Regions from separate parts of the Mus musculus genome. Here region 1 is linked to region 2. A link is a contact called in public HiChIP or PLAC-seq data. All regions are on one chromosome and are shown on one strand. Each heading gives the region's core, a stretch centred on a gene start, on an enhancer-like site or on the middle of the called end of the contact. The rest is flanking DNA. Distances are from core to core; before and after follow the strand shown. Region 1 overlaps Susd1 (sushi domain containing 1). Region 2 holds the start of Gng10 (guanine nucleotide binding protein (G protein), gamma 10).

Region 1 (3,915 bases), core at 614-3,113, 280 kb after region 2:
ACCAGTGCATTGGCCATTGTCTGTTTCAGTTCCCACACTGAGGGATGCTCTAAGCACTTGAAAATCCTAACAACAGCACCCGCCTTCCAGGGTTACTGTGAGAAATAACGACTTGCCACATAGTACCAAGTCAGCATGGCAAATGTCAGCTACTGTCACCTTTTGTTACTATCGTTTTGTAACTTTCAAATAACTGAATGAGCTGATAAATGACCTATATCTGGAAAGGAGGAAAAATGGCTGATTAGAATAAAGTGATTTTAATCACTACAGCTGATTCCACTCATCAAAATCAAATTCAGGTAGATTAAAGAGATATGCTGAAATATGAAAGAACTGGAAAATGTTGTTGAATATATTTATATAATCTTAAAGTGGGTGAGAATTTTCTGGTTATATTGATTAAAGTGGGAGCCTTATAGGCAACCACACTTGAAAGTGTGTATTTTATATACACAAAACTACTACAATAGCTAAAAAGCATCATTTGCACAATCAGCGAGGCTTTGGTTTTTAAGAGAAAATGACCCCAGCACTCAGGAGGCAGAGACAGAAAGATTCCTGAGTTCAAGGTCAGTCTGCTCTACAGAGCAAGTCCAGGACAACTATGGTTACACAGAGAAACCTTGTCTCAAAACAAAACAAACAAACAAAAGCAGAGAGAGAGAGAGAGAGAGAGAGAGAGAGAGAGAGAGAGAGAGAGAGAGAGAAACACCGAGGAACAGAGACAGAGACAAGGAGGGAATATAGCGTTGGAGATAAAGGGGTTAAAGAGATTCTGGTACTTTTATGCTCTGAACACTTCTCCAGTTTTGGTTATCAGTATTTTCCTCACCTATTTCCTCCACACTTTAGTCTTTGATGAATGAAAATGCTGAACTGAAGGACCGTGGACTGGAGTCCATGCTGTGTGAGCTGTGGATTTGCTCATCAGGAGTTACTCCTTAGCTAGCTGATGTCGGTTTTGCATTGTTCTCCAGCCCATTCCTAGGCCTATCTACCGCCCTCATATCGCACACTCTGTCCACAGCGGTACTGTTAACTGTTAGCAGAAGTCAAAATACACTGCTTTCTGTCCTACTTCCTTGGCCAATGAGTGAGTCTGTGAGAGGAGAAAAGGGGAGACACCCGGGGCCCCTCATGCTCCACACTGACTCATTAGAGATGCTGTCACTGTTGCTATGCATGAGAGCCAAGCCATCACTTGGGCTGGCCCTGACTTCAAGCTACCTTCAGAATGGTGGCGCCCTCTTTGTACAAAGTCCTTGTTTACTGCTCAGCCCTAGCCTTCTCTTCCAGGTCTCACAAAGGTCGCTGGCAGTTGTTTATCTGGCTTAGTTGGAAATTGTGTGACTCCGCTGAACTTTAAACAGGTGGGAAGATACTGACACTCCTCACACTGCAGCAAGACAGAAGCAAATAGGAGCTGAGGACGCCAACTTTCCCCTGACCCATCCACTAGCAGCACCCACCTCCTCAGTGAGACATGCTATCCCTTGCGCTAGACATTACTATTGAAAGTCAGTGTTAAAAAGTAACCTTTAGGCTGATGAGACGGAGGAGCACAGGCTGCTCTTCTCCACTAGTGGAATTCAGTTCCCAGAACCCCTGCTAACCAGCAGCTCAGGACCACCTGTAATGACAGCTCCAGAGGACCTGACACTCCATTCTGGCCTCTGAAGGCACTGCTCCTATATGGCATACACTCACACAGACACCGTCACATACACAGATATAAAAGAAATAAGAAAGTGCCCTTTATTTTGCATAGCATCCTTGGATTTTGGCTCCCAGCACGGGTTTCCAGTCCTTGGCTACAGGTCTTTCTCGGTTTGCTAATCATACAACCTCAAAGTCTACAGCAGCGCTCATGGGTGTGGCTGTACAGTTTCATCCTCTGCGAATGCCTAATAAAATTTACAAGTGGCCACTCTGAATGATAGGCTTTTTATGGTCTTGCCATTCTCGGGCTCCCCTCCCTTCCAGTCTCATGCTGTGGGGCCTTTTATTTTCCCTCTGAATCATCTGCAGAATATTCTCTTAGAAACTCATGTGCTGTTAGTCATTCTTAGAGAAAGTAAATACACTTGAACTATAGCCCTCCTCTCTGCAGAGACTCTGCTTGGGAGCAAACGCAGCTTCTCTTTAATCTTTTACTGATAGAAAGACCACAGGTGTTGAAGAGGAAGTTAGACCCTGTGACAATCTTGACGACTTCCTCTGGGTGTGGGCATTATGTACACAGGTATGGTCATTTCCTGAAAGCAACTGTTGCCATCCAATGGTAGAAATAAATTAATGCCATGATTCAGTCTGGCTTGGGACACATCCAGAGAGCAGTTGGTACATTCATTTGAACACAGAAGAATAAGTAATGATTTAGTGTGTTCTTTTTTTTTCTGTTATTCTTTTTTTTAAAATATTTATTTATTTTATGTATACGAATACACTGTAGTTGTCTTCAGACACGCCAGACGAAGGCGTCAGATCACATTGCAGATGGTTGTGAGCCACCATGTGGTTGCTGGGATTTGAACTCAGGACCTTCGGAAGAGCAGTCAGTGCTCTTAACCACTGAGCCATCTCTCCAGACCTTTCTGTGTTATTCTTATCTGACTTCTCCACCATGGGCAACACAGAAAAGCGGGGCAAAGGAGGCGATAGATGCAGAGGTAATGTTTGATAAATGCTGAATTCATTTTATTGTAATCTCACACACTGCTCAGCTACAAGCCCACCCATTAGCTCAGTCCTGTGGTTCCCGGTTTAGGCACACTGTGACGGGTTCTCTGCTCAGCACCATCACCGTGTGTTAGTGGCTCACCCTCCCATCTGAAGGCTCTGGGGAAGAAGGCTTCAGAGTTTGTCCCCACTGTCAGCTTAATTCAGTCCCTTGAAGTCGCAGAACTTGGTCCACATTTCCTTATGGTCTATCAGCGAGGTCTGTCTCTGAGCTCCTGCCGACCACCTGCATTCCTTGCTATGTGGCTTTTCAAAGCTAGCAGAATATTTCCAGTGTCAAATATGGCCCACCCCTAGGATCTTCAAGACTTAAGTTCTGACCTGTAGACCCAAGTTTAAGGGTTTGTGTGACAGGTCAGGCTTATTGGAAGAATCTCCTTGCTGAAGGCTGCATCCTCAGAGTGCATTCTCCACAGCGTCACTTAGAACAGTCTTTGACTGACTAACCAGATAAAGGTGAATGCGGGGGAGTGGGGAGGAGAGGGAGAGGGAGAGAGTGACAGAGACAGAGAGACAGAGAGAGACAGAGAGATTCCCAATATCCCTAGGGAAACCTTTAGAGACAGAGATAGAGACAGAGGGAGACAGAGAGACAGAGATTCCACCAGTATCCCTAGGGGATTAGTTCCAGAAAACCCTCCCCTAAGAAAACAGAAATTTTCAATATTAAAGCCCCACATAAAATGTGTTGTGACTTTGCTGTCTCCAGATTACGTAGAATGGTGAAAACAATGTAACGCTATGCAAATAGCTGACGTACTATGTTGTTTGAGGAATAATGACAAGAGGAAAAGCCCTCCCACAACCAGCAGAGCAGCCACTGCTTTCCAAAACATCTCAGCCTTCAGCCCACTGAAGCCACAGATCCCTGGATCCAGCGGGCTGACTCCGGTACCCGTGTGCTCACCTTAGGCTTGTAGCTTGCAAAATTTCCCTGCCTATTTAACTTGACAAGTATTAAATCTGTGCTGCATTATTCAAAAAAAAAAAAATCTGATGGCTGTTGGATTCAATGTGAGCATCTAACGCATACTGGGCAATGGTCCAGTTTTTTGTTTTTGTTTTTTTCAATATTCTCCCCCAAATGTTTGAAACCTCACAGAAAAAGATAATCACCAGCTGCTCCGCAGCATGGGAGAACAGCTGAAGAAAAGGAGACAGAGGGGTGACCCT
Region 2 (3,596 bases), core at 35-2,534:
CAGAAATCCGCCTGCCTCTGCCTCCCAAGTGCTGGGATTATAGGCGTGGGCCACCACGCCCGGCTGTGGGTGTGTTTTGTGGGTGACTTTGCCCTGGATGGTTCTTAAGTCCAGAGAAAACTCAGCAGATTGGAAATTGGGTACTTCAACAGCAAATCCTTTTTAAGTAGCAATTGGTTTAAGGGAAGGCTGGTATTCAATACAAGCCAGGGAGAACCCATTTGAGATTCTAATTCCTCTCCCATATGTTTAGACAGGGCTAAAAGAAAGCATGGATTTTTTTCCCCCCACAGCACTACTGAGTCTATCCACCTTGAAGATGAGGCCAACCCTCAGAGTTGAATCAGGAGATGAGAATTTGAGCCTTGAAACTATTCCTAATTTTTAAAAATTATTATTCTTTAATTTTTTTTTTTTACAGTCCAGTTGTTATCCTCTTCTTGGTCTGCTTTCTGACTGTTCCTCATTCCATTTCTCTCCCTACCCCACCCCTACCCCTCCCCTCCATTTCCAAGAGGATGTCCCCACCCCACTACCACTACCCCACCAGATCTCCCCACTCCCTGGGGCCTCAAGGCTCTCAAGGGTTAGGCGCGTCTTCTCCCACTGAGGTCAGACCAGGCAGTGCTCTGCTATACCTGTGTATGCTGTGTGGCTGGCAGGTGGCCCAATGTCTGAGAGAGATCTCGGGGGTCCAGGTCAGTTGAGATTGCTGGTCTTCCGATGAGGTCAGCTTCCTCCAGTCCCTCCCCAATTCAACCGGGACGCCCGTGGTTGGATTGGGGAGGGGCCTTGAAGCTTTTTTAAAGTAATTAAACCAATGCTTTAAAGTCTTTGGGCTTTGAAGTTTAGCAAGCTCATCCATATTGCCTTTATGCACTACCCAGCTTATGCACTACCCAGTGCAGACAGATACGGTGGTGTATAAGATGGCGATATAGTTATTACATAGTAAGTGTAAAAAAAAAACAAAAGGAAACAAGAAAACTAAAAAACCTCAAGTTTTAACGTAATGGTCTCAGTTTTGTAAAACCAATGTGCACACTTAAAAAACTCGGGAGAAGACTGGAAACAATGGCCATAGATAGTGGGTGAGAGGGCTGGTGTAATTTCATTCCATATCAGACCAACGAGCAGGATATCCTTGAAGGTTTGACTAGCTCTTCGGTGAAGTCCTAGTGTCCTTCCCTTCGCAGCGCAGGCGCCACCTAGGTTTGTTCCGAGGCACCGGCGACCGGGGCCGGGCAGCTCGCGACCCCAGCGCGGGGACAGCGGGGCGGGCGCGGCGGCTACCCCGCCCCGGGGCGGCACCCCGCTCGGCGGTCGTTCCTCCCAGCCGAACCAGCCTCGCGCAGCCTTAGCCGCCATGTCTTCCGGGGCCAGCGTGAGCGCCCTGCAGCGCCTGGTGGAGCAGCTGAAGCTGGAGGCTGGCGTGGAGAGGATCAAGGTGAGCGTTCGTCCAGCCGGACCCCAGCGCCAGCCCCACGGGCGACCGAGCGGCCCGCAGGAGACCGCGGCCTGGCGGGAGTGGGAGCTACCGGGCCGGGCGCGCACCGGGGCCTCGGGTGCTCGCGAGCCGCGCGTGGATGCGGGGTGGTTTCAGGCCGAATCCCGGGTGCTTCTGGCGACACAGCCTGTCCCAGGGACCAGGTCCGATGGCTCCGTGGGCGTGTCTACAACAGGCTGGCGACACGCTGGCGACCTGGACTCTGCCCACCCGGCTGCGGGAGGATGATGCTTAGAGATGGGGAGGGAGGCCACCGAATGAACAGATGCGAGCGAGATGGATGCTGGAGAAGGATGCTCTGCCTTCCTCTGCTGCCCCATGGGGGATCCTTGAGAGTTGAGGAAGTGAGTTCCGTTTTGGATCTGTGGATTTTACAGAGGTATCCAGGAGAGATTTCGTTGTGTGGACAGACGGCCACAGAAAAAGGCCGAAAGAGGTCATTAAAATATATGAGCGTGAAATAGACAAAGAGCGGAACTTGTAGCGTGCTGCCAGGGACAGTTCAAAGGAGGAAGGTGAGTTGGATTGTCAGGAGAGGGGTGGGGAGGCTAGAGAGATGGCTCAGCTCACTGACTGCTGTTCTGGACGACTCCGGTTCAATTCCCAGCACACACCCAAGGTTGCTCACAACCGTCTGTAACGTCAGTTTCAGGGGACCCGATGTCTTCCTCTGGCTTCCTCAGGCACCAGGCATGCACAAGGTGTGCACAAACATGCAGGCAAAACACCCGCGAGATAAAATTAAAATGAAGGCCCGCAAACACAGCCAAGGATTTACTCTGTTGGCTGAATGTGTGATTGGCAGCTAGTGTGATTCCAAGTGTGTGGGTAGGTATGGACACACCATCATGCTAGTCAGTTCCCTCTGTTTTAGCCCTCGACCTGGTGCTACTCCAGGGAATAGGGAACTCGGGTGGATACGGTAAACTAATACACAAAATTATTTCAGACAACCAGGGACAAGAGGCGCGCAGTACAGAGATGTGCCAGTAAGGTGTAGGGGAAGCCCGACAGGTTAAAAATAAAAAAGTTTTAAAGAAATAACTTCCTTTTTTTCTTCGAAAATAAAAAGGGTTTTGGGTTGATAGGAAAGATTTTTTTTATTTTGTCAAGGAAAATGGAGGCAAGGTGACTGTAGAAGAAACAAGGGTTTGGGGTGACATCTTCGGGGACAGGAAAAAAGGAGATGTGTATAAAGTGCCTCTGATTACGGATTACAGCTTTTGGCGATGGCTGTCTTGTGAAACAGGAAGCTGTGTTTTCTTGTGGGACAGTGAACCAGGAGTTAGCAAAGGGCGAAGGAAGTGCTTACTGTCCACGGTGGAGCTCACCAGCCTGGGCAGTCACAGCCTTGACACCCAGATAGGAGGCCTGTACCGCTTGTGGTTCCTTTTTCCTCGCTAGTATCTGACCACCAAGGATTTTGAGGGCGAAAAACTAAAGAAGTTTGATCCAGACCGTGGATGAGCAAGAAGTATGCCAGAAAGTAAGGGTGGGGTCAGAGGCCTCGGTCTGGCTGGAAAAGGCTGAATTTTGAACCCAGACTAGAAAGAGAACGATCAAAGCCATACAGGGGGCAGCGACACCTAGTGGTCATTGTGAGTTCAGGGTAAGAGAGATTGAAGCTGTGGTCCCTTACTTTCCAAAGGGAGCAGTTGTTGGCTGGAGCTCCCAGCAGAGAACAAGGCTGTGTGAGGAGAGAAAATGGGGAACTAAAAGTAGAGTTGTTGAAAGTGTACGGTATCATTGAGCATCAGACCTGGAAGGAAAACTGAATCAAATGCCTGCTCACCCTGTGGACACGAGGGAAGAGACTCTTTTTTTTTTTTTTTTTTTTTTTTTTAAAGATTTATTTATTTATTATATGTAAGTACACTGTAGCTGTCTTCAGACACTCCAGAAGAGGGCGTCAGATCTTGTTACAGATGGTTGTGAGCCACCATGTGGTTGCTGGGATTTGAACTCTGGACCTTCGGAAGAGCAGTCGGGTGCTCTTACCCACTGAGCCATCTCACCAGCCCGGGGGAAGAGACTCTTAACTGCACTTGACAGGGCATTGTGGAGGTAACACAGACACACAGAGAGAGAG

The links. HiChIP or PLAC-seq counts read pairs in DNA pulled down with a chosen protein or histone mark.
Region 1: an H3K27ac HiChIP or PLAC-seq map of extraembryonic endoderm stem cells shows a contact between it and region 2, with 4 times the contacts expected there. The contact joins the enhancer-like site here to the promoter of Gng10 in region 2. A contact is called at or near these places in 2 of 39 promoter capture datasets (the C10 cell line and frontonasal cranial neural crest), 1 of 15 datasets of contacts at CTCF or cohesin (the NIH/3T3 cell line), 1 of 484 Hi-C or Micro-C datasets (the G1E-ER4 cell line), 5 of 115 datasets of contacts at active chromatin or transcription factors (embryonic basal ganglia, extraembryonic endoderm stem cells, fetal liver and 2 more) and 1 of 9 other capture datasets (adipose tissue).

The regions. Positions count from the first base shown.
Region 1 is chr4:59,317,593-59,321,507 of GRCm38.p6, forward strand. All of the region lies in intron 15 of Susd1 (sushi domain containing 1), which reads right to left. Among named protein-coding and RNA genes, the nearest start is that of Gm35578, 38 kb to the left of the region's middle. Within about 2 kb of position 1,864, at least 100 of the 459 cell types and tissues checked have an H3K27ac peak or open chromatin away from gene starts, as enhancers often do. A contact at or near this core is called in the NIH/3T3 cell line, extraembryonic endoderm stem cells and pancreatic cancer cells, where this site is marked.
Region 2 is chr4:59,033,872-59,037,467 of GRCm38.p6, forward strand. Gng10 (guanine nucleotide binding protein (G protein), gamma 10) reads left to right here and starts at 1,285. Exons shown (of 3, transcript NM_025277.3): 1 at 1,285-1,447. The coding sequence starts at 1,367.